Regions from separate parts of the Mus musculus genome. Here region 1 is linked to region 2. A link is a contact called in public HiChIP or PLAC-seq data. All regions are on one chromosome and are shown on one strand. Each heading gives the region's core, a stretch centred on a gene start, on an enhancer-like site or on the middle of the called end of the contact. The rest is flanking DNA. Distances are from core to core; before and after follow the strand shown.

The links. HiChIP or PLAC-seq counts read pairs in DNA pulled down with a chosen protein or histone mark.
Region 1: a contact with region 2 is called in an H3K4me3 HiChIP or PLAC-seq map of forebrain, with 3 times the contacts expected there. The contact joins two enhancer-like sites. A contact is called at or near these places in 7 of 39 promoter capture datasets (the C10 cell line, the HPC-7 cell line, cranial neural crest and 2 more), 10 of 484 Hi-C or Micro-C datasets (the 63-12 cell line, the N1E-115 cell line, cerebral cortex and 6 more), 8 of 115 datasets of contacts at active chromatin or transcription factors (astrocytes, embryonic forebrain, embryonic midbrain and 4 more) and 4 of 9 other capture datasets (adipose tissue, embryonic stem cells, embryonic tail and 1 more).

Annotation. Positions count from the first base shown.
Region 1 is chr4:148,434,199-148,438,488 of GRCm38.p6, reverse strand. Ubiad1 (UbiA prenyltransferase domain containing 1) reads left to right here. Exons shown (of 2, transcript NM_027873.3): 2 at 1,847-3,994. The coding sequence ends at 2,334. Among named protein-coding and RNA genes, the nearest start is that of Ubiad1, 8.4 kb to the left of the region's middle. Within about 2 kb of position 2,573, at least 44 of the 459 cell types and tissues checked have an H3K27ac peak or open chromatin away from gene starts, as enhancers often do. A contact at or near this core is called in cerebral cortex, cortical neurons, forebrain and 1 more, where this site is marked.
Region 2 is chr4:148,324,753-148,328,858 of GRCm38.p6, reverse strand. No RefSeq gene overlaps it. Among named protein-coding and RNA genes, the nearest start is that of Disp3, 39 kb to the right of the region's middle. Within about 2 kb of position 1,373, at least 55 of the 459 cell types and tissues checked have an H3K27ac peak or open chromatin away from gene starts, as enhancers often do. A contact at or near this core is called in cerebral cortex, cortical neurons, forebrain and 1 more, where this site is marked.

The sequences.
Region 1 (4,290 bases), core at 1,324-3,823, 110 kb before region 2:
TTCCAAAGGCTCAGTCATTGTATTGCATCAGATAAAGTCAAGGTTATCAGACCTTTCTCATTCCTTGAGTGGGTTTGTGCTTGGTTTTAGTGGAGGACCTCCTTAAGGTCAAGACACAGGGTTGTGTTGTATTGTGCTGTGTTTTGAAGCTCAAGTAACACTTACATTAGAGTCAGAGATAAAGACAACAGGAGAAGCAAGCTGTAAACCTAGCTGCTGGGAGGAGGGAGATGAAGAACAGAAGGGGGGAGGTCATGCCTTTTGAAATACAGGTAGGACAACAGCCTTGTGGTAAAAAGTGAGGGGCTCTAGGCAAGGACTGAGAGAGCCTGCAGTGGGCTTTGGCCAGTGTTCAGTAAAGAGAAGAAAATGAAAGTCAGAAAGCATGCTCATGGCTGAGGCTCATGTCACTTATTGGCTGCTGAGCTGAGAGCTGGATCTCTGGAGCATCCAGCTAGAGGTTAATTCTTCCCTAAGCAGAGCCCTGTCATGGTGTATAGGTCGATGAGTGTGAGAATAGAGGAGCATCGTGCTAGCCTGGCCTGGGAGGATGCAGGGACCATGTGCTCCCTAGTTCAGGGCGCTTCCTGGTGCTGGGGAGCTGAGGAGGCATGTCAGTCCTGCCTTGTAGGGATGCTGCATTCAAATAAAAAACCAGGGGCTCTTATTTGGTGCCAGCAGACACCAAGGTGTCTCACCAAGGTGAGAGGTGAGGTTGGCCATACTTTAGTCCTTGGTTCTTGTGTTTTTTAGATCTCCTGAAGACCATTGTCACCTGTCATTTTAGACTGGTTAAAATGTGATCAGATATCCTGAAGCTAAGCATTATAGCATCCTTAGATTCAAAGACTTCACAGGTTTCTGTAGCAACCAAAGTTTGAAAGATCATGTCTTTGGCCAGCTCCCACCACTGCACATGGCTTTACCTGTTCCAGTCTGAGTGGGAAGTACTCTTGAGTTAGAAGTGTTTGTTACTGTGGCTCTGTGTTCAGGTCAGCCCCAGGGCCAAGTACTGGGGAGCCAGCTATGACAAGCCAGATGCTGGGACTTTGAATCCAAAGACATAGGGTTGTTGACAGTTTGAGTGTGTGTTGGGAGAAAAGGTAAACCCGGAGTTTTAAAGATGCTGGGATAGGGTGAGAGGTTCTTACAAGATCAAAAGCCACCAGGAGGGTGTGGCAGTATTCCAGAGTAAGATGAGCCTGATTTGGACCTGGATGGAAGGCAGTGAGATGTGGTACAGTACTGGGGCTGGAGGGAGGGTGCTAAAGGAAGGGACTAGGTAGGCTTTGGCGCAGAGGGTCGCTAGGGGTGATTTGGTTTTGACTGATGAGACCCTCGGAGGGTACACTGCATGGTAACTTCCACTGTTTTCCTCTTTACGTGGGTGACAGCTTCTTTCCATGGAAGTTATAGGCTGTGAAATGCCATGGTGTTTCACTGGGGTCTTTCAAACCAGAAAAAAGACACAGAAAAAAGACCCAGGGGCGGTGGGGAAGGGGGGGCGGGCAGGAGAGGAGGCAAGCTGTACATTTTGCCTTGCAGGGCTGGAGAAGGGCAGAAGAAATCAATGCTCTGGACCATAGAACCTTTTGCATGTTCTTGGCTCCTCTCATCTCTGTGTACCCGGAGCTCTGGGCACTGTGTGGCTGAAACTTTTTTTTGGGACAAATCCTAAAAGGCAAACTTGGCGGGTACCTGGCAGTTGGACTCAGAAATCTGAGTCTGCATTGGGTCGTTTGGGGGTGCTCCAGTGACGGCTCACCCTCGTAGCCTCTCTTCAGACATGGTATTCTCTTGGACCAGCCCTTGATTTACACCGCCTCTCTGGCTTTTCTGGCCGCAGGAATTGGATTCAAGTATGTGGCCCTGGGAGACCTCGTCATCCTCATCACTTTCGGCCCGCTGGCTGTGATGTTTGCCTACGCTGTCCAGGTGGGATCCCTGGCCATCTTCCCTCTAATCTACGCCATCCCTCTGGCCCTCAGCACGGAGGCCATTCTCCATTCCAACAACACCAGGGACATGGAATCTGACCGAGAGGCTGGCATCGTCACGCTGGCCATCCTCATTGGGCCCACCTTCTCCTATGTCCTCTATAACACACTGCTCTTTGTGCCCTACCTAATCTTTACCATCCTGGCCACGCACTGCAGCATCAGCCTGGCACTGCCCCTGCTCACCATCCCCATGGCCTTCTCCCTTGAGAGGCAGTTCCGCAGCCAGGCCTTCAACAAGCTGCCCCAGAGGACAGCCAAGCTCAACCTCCTGCTGGGGCTTTTCTATGTCTTTGGCATCATCCTGGCACCAGCAGGCAGCCTGCCCAGACTCTGAGGAGACCAGCAACTCCCACCACAGCACAGCCCCTCCTCAGGCAGTGCAGAAGCCAGAGACTGAGAAGGGGTGCCACTGGCCAGGGTGGGTGCACAGCATAGGCTGCAAACTCCTGAACTTGTGTGTTGGGATTATCTTCCTAAAGATAACCTGCTCGTGATTTGTGTTCCATGTTACAGGGAAACCCTGAAGCCACTCTAGTGTCGTTCCTGTGTTATTTATAATCTCCACTAGAGGGTGTCATCAGGCCACTTTAGGATGGAAAGTCCATCTCCCCCTTGTCCTAGACAGAATGCCCTGACAGTTTGTGAAGGAGCTGTGTCCCAAAAGAGCCATAGTAACTAGGCATGGTACTGACCCGTTACCTTGGCACGTAGGAAATTGTACTAATTGGTGCCAGGCCCCATTTATACAGAGCGCTTGTCCCCTGAATGTGCTGCCTGCTAGAGAAGGGCCCTCATTAGCAAGGAGTGCTCCTGGCTTTTTGTGTAGTTGGTGGTTCAGATGTTTCTGTCCTTTATGTCTCCCTTCGATCCTCGCCACTGTGGAGGAAAGTGTCAGATCACCCTGTAGCAAGACAGTTAAGCCTGGGGCGGCTGAGAAAAGCACTCTGCTTTCAGTAAAACATGGCATGGTGGCTGAGGGAGCTGCTTCCCTCTGTAGACTCCACTAGGAAGGCAGTGATTCTGGGACCTGAAGTGGCAGTGGGATGGGCGTTTAAAGCCCAAAGGGCTTTGTCCCCTCCCAGCTGCCTCCCCTGGTATTCCTCTTGCCTACCCAGGATCTCTGTCCCTCCGTCTGTTTCCAGTGCCAGACTGTGGGCAACAGCAACACATGAGTCAAGGACACTTACCCCTCTCCACAGAGCCACAAGATGGGCAAATCAGGGACCTTCTGAATGTATGAGTCAGTGGACAGCAGTCCTGGCCACACTCAGCTGGAATGTGAGGCCCTGCCAGAGAAAGAACTATGAGCACGGGTCCTTCATCTCTCTGTGCTCTGATGCCTTGTTCAGAATGTGGCTTCAGTGAGGTCACACCCAAAGGACCAGAGGTGTCTCGCTGTCTTCTGTACCCTCTCTGAGTATAACATCTTGCATGGAGATGATCATACCATCTCCAGTGTGCTTTACTCTGATCAGCTGCCCTGAAGGGGGCTGCAGGCTCTTAGCCTGCAGAAAACCACCTTGAGTTAGCACTGGGTCACTTCCTTAGGAAAACATATTTAAATATTGCCCAGAGTTCCTCTGTAGTCAGGGTGGTTTGTCTACCAGAGTCCCAGAGCTTGAATCAGGGTCCAGAATCCTAGGAACAGGATGTTCTTTCCTGTTCTCCCCAGCGTGCTGGGTTTGTACGTCTGGTGCTTTTGAGTGTCCTGCCTGTGACCCTAGCTTGGGGCTGATAGTTGTCACCCAGAGCCTGGAGGACCAATGACTCTCACTGTTCATAAGGCGGGCCTGACACGTGGCTACCCTCATCAGAACTGTGTCAGCTGCTACACTGAGCTCTGGTGCAGATTTTAAATGCCTATTTTTATATACCATCCCCAGAGGCCATATTTGGTGCCACATTTTGTATACAGACCACCATAATTTGTATTATGTCTCCTGATTCAATGAAGGTTTCCTGTAGATTTGCTAATTAAAATAAGAGAAAACGTATGTCAGTGGCTTTGTTTCTTTGCTTTCCACTTGCTTTTCTTACTGGAAATGTGCAGAGACTTGTGGGAGTACCAGGCATGGTAGTGTACGATTTTCATTTCCAGCACTGGGAGTCAGGTTGGTGGATCTCAGGAGTGTGAGGCCAGCTAGAGATACACAGTGAGACCTCGTCTCCAAAGCAACATGTTATTGCACTAACCAGGACTTAGGGAGAAGTGCCATATGGTAGAGGTCACCTCATTACCAGTGATGAATTTGGGAACAGTTTGACCAGGGTTGATGGTTTTGTGACATCT
Region 2 (4,106 bases), core at 124-2,623:
AACAGGCTTGCGGCTCCCCTCTGCTGGCTTCTACTATTCTGGACTAAAACCAAAACCAAAACCAAAACCAAAACCAAAACCAAAACCAAAACCAAAACCAAAACCAAAACCAAAACCAAAACCAAAACCAACCAAAAAAACCAAAACCAAAACCAACCAAACAAAAAAACCAAAACCAAAACATCTCTTGATGCTGCTTCTCAAAGAGTGGTGCAGCTCCTGCCTGCCTCTTTCTCTCCATTCTATAGAGCAGGTTGTTTGTTTGTTTTTCCCACTTTGTGAGATTCTCCCTCCTGCAACCCATAGCACCTTGGTAAACTTCTATTTGTTAGAGGAAAAGTAGATGACTGATGGGGGAGGGGCATCTTAGAACTTGCAACTGATTGGTTGCAGCCAGACTGAGAAAGGATGTGAGTGTAATATGATCTTTGGAGGAGAGAGGGCTATGATTGATTAGTAATGTCTGCTGTGGACAACAGAAGTAATGGTGCGTGTGCCATCTATGTGCCATAGCAGGCTGGAAGCTCCTGGAAATAAGTTAGGACTTCTTTAGATTTCTTTCAGGGCCCTGGCAGCTGGTACAGGCCAGCTGTCTCCTCCTGCTTGATGTTGGCTGACTGTCCAATTGGGATGGCTCCACTTTGAGGCCCAGGCTCCTGAAGAGACAGGAGAGAACATCTAAGCCATTAGTTTCCATTTTTTTTTTTTCAGAAAAATCCTCAGTGTTCTTTCTTCAAAGGACATCTTACTTGAAGCACGGTGTATTTGCAGATGAAAGCAAAGCAGAGTTGCTCTGGTCCGAGTGGGGGTTGGGGCTCAGAACCTCAAAAACTTGCATGTCGTCTACCCAAGGTTTCTCTGAGACACTGCCAGGGAGCACTGTAGCTCCCTAGAACCCCACCTGGGAACCGTAGGAGAAGAACCCAAGGTCCAGAAGTGGGAAATGACTTTGCCAGGATCATACAGTAACTAGAGATGAAGACAGCATCAACCATAGGCTTCTGGTACAGGCCCAGAGTTCCCATGAGGTGGACAGTCTTAGCCCAGACCTGAACTTTGAGGCCAAGAAGAGGCATCTCCCCTCACCCCCACTTCTTGAGGTCAGGTGTGAGCGGCCATGTCACTCAGGCCCTGGGCGAGGGGGCATCTGCCTGTCTTGACTGGTTATTTTGTTTTTGGAGCCTCCCTCTTCCCCTGGAGTGTGTTTTTATTAATTAAACATCCTCTCTGGTAGCAGCTGCTTAGAAAGCTCCGGCTAATGTTTAATTCATCAGTTCCGAGCTGGTCCTCCCCCAACTCCCCCTAAGACCTCCCTCCTTCAAAGTGCTTTCCCGGGAAACCCTCCTGGCATGCAGGAGGTCTGCTGCCCTGCTTCCCGCACAGCCTTGCTGCACGCCGGTGCCCCTCCCAGCGGCTGTGGAGATCCGCTAGGCAGCTGGAGACATCTGTAAGGAGCGAGCGAGCAGAGCGGCTGGGTGCACGCCTTGAGTTGCCTCCCTCAGACGCTGTAAAAGGCGGTGATTTGTTGAATTACTACAAGAGTATTTAATGACCATCTTCCCTGGCCGCTTAGAGGCGAAAAATGAAGGCATTGATTAGCCAATGATGCTGATTAGAGTCTCAGGCTTCCCGAGGTAGTAAACACACACACACACACACACACACACACACACACACACACACACACACACACACAGAGTTCGACTCCACAGGATTCTGCAAGGGGATCCGAGGGGGAACCCTGCCCTCTTCATGGCTGTAGTCAGAAGAGAAGGCCAGTCATTAAAGGGCTTATGGGACCCTGGAGAGACGGCTTCTCTTACACGGCTGCTTGCGGACACGAACTCTCTTAGTCCATGAAATCTCCAAGGATGGTCTTGTCTGAACATGCATACCTTTACTGGAACCTGATCCTACTCCAACTTCCTGATCTCTTTGGGGACCTAAGTTGAGTTTTGAGGTTGGTTCAGGCTGGGAGACCCCCTTCCATTTCCCTGGCCAGCTCTGCTGTGCACGGGAACAGGAAGCCTGTGCCCCAGCGCAGCCTTCTTTACAGTGATCCTACCCACTGTCTGATCCACTGATGTGTACCACAGCAATTTCAAGTGTGTACACTGTGACATAAACCGGAAGCAAATCCTGTGTACTGTGGGAAACTCAGGGTTATGTCATGAGGAAACATTGCTGGGGCCTCCTGAATTGGCTGAGCTGTCTCCGTGGCTCAGTCACATGACTCAGCTGTCACTGTCTTTATTTCCGCTTCCTGTTGTGGTGATAAAATACCCTGAGAAAAGCAACTTAAGGAAGACAGCACTTATATTAGATCGCAGTTCAAGGCAGCGGGGGCTTGCACCAGCTGGTCACAGTTACATCTGAAGGAAGCAATGCACACTACTGCCAATTAGCACACACTCCAGGATCCCTGTCAAGGAATGGTGCCGCCCATAGTGGTCAGTTTTCCTATATGAGTTAACGTGACAATCCTCCCCACAGGCATGCCCAAAGTTGATAAATTGACCTTTCACAGTAGCTTAGCCCCACCCACTGACCTGGTGACTGAGATCTCAGTGGTGACTTGGACCACTCAAAGTGTCATCACAGTGATGCCATATCCTTTAGGAAAGGTGCTAAGAAAAGTCCGTGCCCACTGAGTGTAGGTGACGTCCAAAGTTAGCTTGGCAAGAGCATGGTTCCCTGAGTCCTCCCCCACTTAAGGGGAAGGTGCCATTTCCTGGATGAGTAAACCGAGGTGGGCTGAGACTTGGTAACTGCTCAGAGTCATTCAGGACTGGGTGACAGGTGTTTCATGATGAGTCTGTCTGACTCCAGGCCAACAGGGACAGCACCACCACAGCAAGCTGGGCATGGTTAGGTCACTCCAGCTAGACAAGGCAGGGCCTCAGCTGCTAGAGCCCACTGCATCCGAACAGTGTTGGGGTTAGCCAGACTGGCCTCAGGCCTAGAGTTTGTGATTCATGAGTCACCCAAATAGACAAACCCCAAGCCTTGCTTGGTCTCATAGCTGGAGACAGGATATACATACTGAACAAGAAGATAGCTTGCTGTGTTAAAAAAGGACAAGAGAAAGAAGATACGTTAAGCAGGGCCCCCAGGCTGGCAGCAGGCTGGGGTCTTGTGAGTGTTGTAGCTGGAGCAACCTGGATTGCAGGATTAAATGGGAGAGGAGCTGGGGTAGAAGGTGGGAGGTGGAGGTCTGAGGTCCACATGGCTGAGCCTGAGAGCCAGCATCCCCGGGAGATGGAGACAGGCAGGCTGGGGTGCGGTGGGACACCCCCCCCCCACTTTCCTCTGAGCACAGCGCTGTGCTGTGCCAGGCAGTGCCTGTTGCATGTTTGTTATTCCTTCAAGATTTTTTTCCTATAGTCTGGAAGAAGGGCCTCTGCTTGTTCCCAGAAACAAACATTGCCCAATTAGATGCTTGCCCCTGCTAGGGCTGTTCCTTTTCCTGTTTTTGCCATGGAGACGGACTCTTTGGTCCTGCTTCCCCCTGAGAATAAGTACATTTAGCAAAGTGAGGGCTGCTGTGGGAGCAGCCCCTGGGCAGGAGGAGGGAGAGAGGGAGGAGGGAGAGAGAGAAGGAGGAAAGAGAGAAAGAAAACAAAGAGAGCAAGATGGAAAAGGAGGGGGGAGGAGGGGAGCTAAAAGAGGAGAGGAGGGAGGAGAGGAATAACAAGAGGGAGTAAAAGGAGGAGAAACAGAGCAGCAGGGGTGGGGGCTGAAGGGGAGCACCACCAGAAGGGGAGCACCACCAGAAGGGGAGCACCACCACGGGCCATTGTGATTCAGCACCCTCAGCTGAGGATTTCCATGTGTCCCTCTCCAGGAGGAGCTTCTGAGAAAGTGTCAAAGAGGTGGTTATTTCTGGTGGCAGCGTGATTGGGAGCTTGGAAAGCAGGAAATTGAGTGGTGATTACGGTTGTAATAAGTTGACAACATCAAATATCATTACCCCCCAGAACATGCAAATGATCCCATCTTTACCGGGATTTGCCATGCAAATACCAATTAGCAGGAAAGTAGCTGCCTTGATGGGGGGCGGGGCAGCGGCTGGCTCTCCTCCCAACACACCTCCGCTGTCTCCACAG